Linked DNA regions of Zea mays: region 2 is linked to region 1. The links are chromatin contacts, called in public Hi-C maps. All regions are on one chromosome and are shown on one strand. The core of a region is the stretch at or near the end of the contact, and the rest is flanking DNA. Distances in the headings are between cores, read along the strand shown.

Region 1 (2,969 bases), core at 3-2,502:
TGCTCTGGCGTTGCCAGGACGCGTCGAACACGTGGCCGTGTTAATCTGACCGAGTTCTTGCGCCTGCTGAGCACCCAAACGTGCGAATCTTGCCATATGACTTGTTCAAGATTTCTTCCCTGCACCTAGAGCTATCTAGTTCATGTGAGTTCCAAGGGGAGATCGGGTCTAGCTTGGAAGATATGGTGGCGCCAAGTCTTGTCTGTCTGCACTGTTCACCCCACGACAAAAAGATGTCAAACCGTGTAAAACGACCCTGGATTGGTTTCAAATTTTTCAGGGGTGTGCCTTGGGTAGTTTGGCTACTTTTTGTTATTTGGACCAAGTGGTTTTGGCGCCAGCAAAAGGGTGAACTCTTCTGATCTTTAGACTAAGGCTGATTTTTGACTTAGAGAAAAATGGCTTGCTCTAGGGTGCTCTCCACTTGGGGCTTAATTTTGGGGTTTTTGTAGGACATTTTTGTAATACCTCTCTTACTATATTTTGTAGGTATATTAATGTCTTCAACTTTGGTAAAGGGTTCAATCCATGAATTGGCCATTTGCATAGTTTTCCCTTTAATCCAATGTTTGGGGGGTTTAATGGCCTAAGAGGGGAAATTAGGGTTTTAGAACCTTTTTCATAGGTGAAGATACATGAAGGCTAGGGTATCCCTCCCATCATGATCATCACTTAGTTTAGCCATGGTTCTAAAGCTTTGGGTGTCCTCTCTTTCCATTTAAACACATGTGACAATAGGCCATAGATGCACATTTTAAGCCAGGGCCTGGGTAACACCTGGGGTGTTACACTCCCAATCGAGATTTGGACGACGACAGCGCCAAAGCCGTGGCCTAGACACTACTCCTTCCCCAATGCAATGCTCACACAGCGCTCAATTCCCCCACCGCGCGAGCAGTGGATGTGTGACGAAGGCCCAAGGCGACCGTGCCCGGCTTTACGATCTGGGAACTAGGTGCCCGTCGCGTGGATTTCAGCAATCGGCGAAGACTTCGGTTGTTGCAACAACCTGGAGAATTCGGCATGGATTCGCAATGGCCAGAGCTAGAAGAATCGGAGGAGGGGTATGTGGATTTGGGTCGAGCTGGAATGGCCGAATCCGTAGGAGCTCGACGGGGAATAAGGGAAGGGTTTACAATGGCCGCAAGCCATGCGCGATCCTTAACAAAATCTGCCCAGTCGGATCGGTCTTCAGTTGAAGACGCAGCTGACCAGAGCGGCCCACAAGCAGTGATGGCACACACGAGGGAGGGAGAGGTTGGCGATCCGGGGACCATCAGTCAGAGAGCAAGAGAGCGGTAGAGGGAGTGGGCCCACCGGTCTGCGTGCAAATTTTCTCCCCGGTTGGGCCGCGCGGAGGAAACAATGGAGGTGGGTCGGGGAAGGGAAAATCGGCCGAGGTGTGCCTGTATTACTTCTCTTTCTTTTTTTATTTTCTTTTTGAATTTCAGATTTGAATTTGATTTCAAAATTTGTTTGTGAGCTCCTTTCACAGATTTAGTGCACAATTTAAAAGTACCAGCACGAGGAATTATTTTTATTTATTTACATTTTTCTTTATAATATATACATTCTTTTTCCTTTTTATTGCAATTTCTTTCAACTTTTCAGGTTTCTATTTCAAATTCAAATTCGTTTCCACTTTTTGTTTTAAATTTCAGATTTTCAATCTCAACATAATCCTATAGATCCTACTATTTTCAATGGTATTATTTATTCTTCTCAATGTTTTTAATTCTAGGAGTAATGGATGATTATTACCATTTTCCTTTCTCACTTTCTATTTTATATTTTCTTTATACTTTAAGGTCAATTTAAGTTATGATTCCTTTATTCAAACGAGGTGCCTCAAAATAATATCAGCATGAGATACACATTTCTTTATTTATTTATTTGTTATTTGCATAATTTAATGCCATTATTTGGGTATGCAAAGAGAAAAAAGGAAATCAATGGATCCCAAAACACCCACTTATTTATATATCTATTCATTTTATTATTATTATTTTCTTATACCAATTTTGGGCTTTACAAATCCTACCCCCCTTAACAGAAATCTCGTCCTCGAGATTTGTAAGAAAGAGGGTGTAACAAGTTTGGTTTATAGTCTATGTTTCAATTTCTAAGGGATTATAATACCAAAAGACTCTTTTTTTGTTCAAGTTTATAATACAAATTAGCAGGTGATTACGAAAACATGGGTATATATATGTATATCCACTTTATTATGTAGGGTAAAAGATGTCTTTAAAGCATAGATAGGTTTGAGTAAGAAAAGGGGTACGGTAAGGAAGGCTCCATCCAAGATTGTGGATCGTGACTCCTTTGAAGATCCGATTTTATCCTTCCTTGATTTGATGAGGTCGATCATCTTTGATCTTCAGCCATGTAAACGTTACCCAAGTTGGGGACATATAGTTAAGATGGCTTGTAGGCAAGGACAGATGGTTAGTGGGTAGGTCGCAATGAGTGTTGTCGTGGCATAATCTAGCTTCCTTTGGGGTCTAGCTTGATTCCTATTCTTCTTTAATGAGATTGATCTCTTCCTTCCTGAGCTTTGGTGTCTCCATCCGAGTTTGGGACATGAGGTTAAGATAGATCTGTAGGTAACAGATGGGTAGAGGGTTTAGTAGGTAGCTATATGCTAGATGGGATTAGTTATGTAACATGTTATGTAGGTCAAGTTGTTGGGTATGGCCGAGTTGATTTAAGATCTCAAACTTGTTTACAGTAGCAGGGTCTAATGTATTTCCTTAGCATTAGCCAATCATGTTTTAGTGACTCACAGTAGGTTTGATCATAATAGATTAGATAGGATTGGATATGACTAGAATAGACTAGTTTAGGTTAGATAGATCTACTAGGGTGGGATAAATAGCGTTAGGATATGCTAGTCTTTGGAAATAGGATGGATTATATGGTGTATGTAAGTCAGAATCTCTGTTTTGTTGTTAGGTTAAAATAGCGGG
Region 2 (2,700 bases), core at 2-2,501, 230 kb after region 1:
AATGATAAACAATAATCTTACAAAATTATAGAAACTGAAATGGACTCATTTGGACTTAATATGAATTTTCTTGGGATTAAACAAGTTTTCCATAATTAATTTTGTGCTAAAAATCATTTCTTAAATGAATTTCTTAAATGAATTTCCATAATTAATTTTCCTAGAGGCCAGGACTGCACATCAATTTCTGGAAAATATAGGGTTCCTGGGGTAAGATTGCCTAAGACACAGATCTATCCCGCGGGGGATGTCGGGTTCAATTTCATAAAAGTACATGGACTCATCTGCAAAACAGCGGATGAAGGGGTATGGGCGACTCTGAGCCCTCCGATCTCGGCTGAATGGCCCCGATTAGAACATGAATCAAAGGAATGGGTTTTGATCTACGACCGACCAATCTGAGATCGATGGCCCGGATCACACTCTACTTCTCTCAACCCAGCCCGTCCATGCACAGATCAGCGGCCAGGATTGATCCCAGCCAAAGTAGTACGTCGTTCTAATCTTGATCGCCCAAAATCGATCGGGCGGCCCAGAAGTCGCCCCTAACCCCTCGACGTCCCTGCTGACCGAACTACGATGCGCCTACGGTATTCCGCGGCGGAGGGCTCCAGTGAGACCTTCGGTTTTCGCAATACGAAGTCAATGGCCCTCCTGAGGGCGGCTACTCGAACCACCGGATGCATACAAAATACAAGAGCGCAAACATACCGACAATCGGGCAGTAGGGGTTGTAATCGCGACGAGGGGCGGGCGAAGGCGTTGCATAGCGTCGACAAGAAATCCAGGCAACCCCAGCTGCCGAGCTCGCCCAGAAGGGTTTCGACCACGTGCGGAGTGCCCTAGTGGTGGTCCCGGCATCCACCGAAGCCCGGCCCTCAACGTGTGGAGGTGGCGCCGACGGCGGCGAGCTTTCCGCCCCACACAACACATGGTCAGCTCTCTACGGTGAGTATTTCGAGTCTCGACTGGATGAGGAAGAGGCCGCGGAGGTTGGCAATGGCCCCAATTTACACGCGGGGCCAGGAGACCGGGCCTAGGCGTTCGTGTCGAGCTTCTCGCGTGGTGGTTAAACGGAGTTCGCCATGCGTGCGAGGTCGACGACTCTGTCAAAGGGACCCCATGCGACAGAGACAGGGGAGAGAAAGGAAGCGTTAGGGCGACTGGCGGCCAGGCCCCACTGCACCGCGATGAATTCCAGCGACCGGAGGCTGAGCAACGATCCCCACACATCAAAGACCAGGTTGACGCGTGTGGAGCGTGACAGAGAATGACCGAGGGACCCGCATGTCAGTGGGTTTGAGGGGCACGCGGCGTGATAAGAAGTGGGCTGTGCGGGTATAAAGGGAAGGTGGGCCGAGCTTAGCGAATCCGGCCCAGCGCACAGCTTCTCTTTTCTTTTATTTTGGTTATTTCTTTTCCTTTTCTTTTCCATTCTCTTGATTTTCAAATCTAAATTTAAATTTTGTCATGAGTCTCACCATGAATCAAAATGTACCCAATTCAAATATTAGTGTAAAGAAGTATATTCTTATTTATACATTTTATTTTTCCTCATTTGTTTAGTATTTTCTTCTCTTTTCTCAAATTCTAATATTGCACCTTTGGGTTAAAACCTAATTCCCATCTCATTATTATATTCCTATATTATTCCTTTTTGACATTACAAAATTCTAATTCCAATCTAAGATAAAGTTTAGGAATTCACCTTTTACTACATACTCCAAATCAATTATGAAACAATAGATATATATTTATTTTAATTGATTAAAGGTTTGATATATGAGACACACTCATATTGTTTTCTTTGAATGTGGGATAAGAAGTAAAAGTTACTTCGAAATTAAGTATTCATGTAAATAAATGTTTATGGTGCATCCTTTAATAATATGCATAATCAATTAGTTCAATAGTAAACTTTTCTATTACTTCTTTTCTAAAATATTTCTTGGTTTTCAAAATTCAGTTCTCAATTTTCAACACTCAAGTATAATTTGAGATATCTGAATTTACTATTTCATTTATCCATATCTTTATTTTGTTATTATTATTATTATTATTATTATTATTATTATTATTATTATTATTATTATTATTATTGTTGTTGTTGTTGTTGTTGTTATTTTCTTATGCACATTTTGGGCATTACTGTTCAAAATGAGTTGCTTTTTTATATGTTGGAATAAATCACCAAAAAGGAGGAGACTGAAAGGGAAATGTGCCCTTGGGCCATTTCTATATTGTTTTCGTGATTAGATGCACAACACACTATGTGAGAACTAACATGACGTTGAGCAAAGGTATATGAAGCAAATCTAGACGGATCAAGTATGAAGGTAAGTTCTAGACACTTAGTCATTTGTTTTATGTGCTAAACATGCTTGTCTAAGTGTCAAGAACTCAGTTGAGTAAAGTCAAAAAGGAGCAAAAGAAGTTAAGCTGAAACAGCCAGACTTCACCAGCCCGCGGGTGCATCGGACACTGTCCGGTGCCCAGGCTGGCGCGTCCACGAACTTGTTGCTCTCAGGAATCATCGAGGACGATGCGGCTAAAATTCACCGGACTGTTCGGTGTACACCGGACTGTTCGGTGTACACTAGACTGTTCGGTGTACACCGGACTGTCCGATGAGCCAACAACGTCTGCGCCAACGGTCGACAGCGCAATCAGCGCGCAATCAACGGGCGATGTGTGGCCAGA

What was found. Hi-C and Micro-C count contacts between places; a contact is called where the count stands out from the background.
Region 2: a Hi-C map of tassel shows a contact between it and region 1, with 5 times the contacts expected there. The contact joins two enhancer-like sites. A contact is called at or near these places in 3 of 25 Hi-C or Micro-C datasets (bundle sheath, endosperm and tassel).

What each region holds. Positions count from the first base shown.
Region 1 is chr5:146,086,124-146,089,092 of Zm-B73-REFERENCE-NAM-5.0, forward strand. No RefSeq gene overlaps it. Among protein-coding and RNA genes, the nearest start is that of LOC111589423, 19 kb to the right of the region's middle. Within about 2 kb of position 1,253, at least 16 of the 20 cell types and tissues checked have an H3K27ac peak or open chromatin away from gene starts, as enhancers often do. A contact at or near this core is called in bundle sheath and tassel, where this site is marked.
Region 2 is chr5:146,320,205-146,322,904 of Zm-B73-REFERENCE-NAM-5.0, forward strand. No RefSeq gene overlaps it. Among protein-coding and RNA genes, the nearest start is that of LOC103628521, 87 kb to the left of the region's middle. Within about 2 kb of position 1,252, at least 17 of the 20 cell types and tissues checked have an H3K27ac peak or open chromatin away from gene starts, as enhancers often do. A contact at or near this core is called in bundle sheath and tassel, where this site is marked.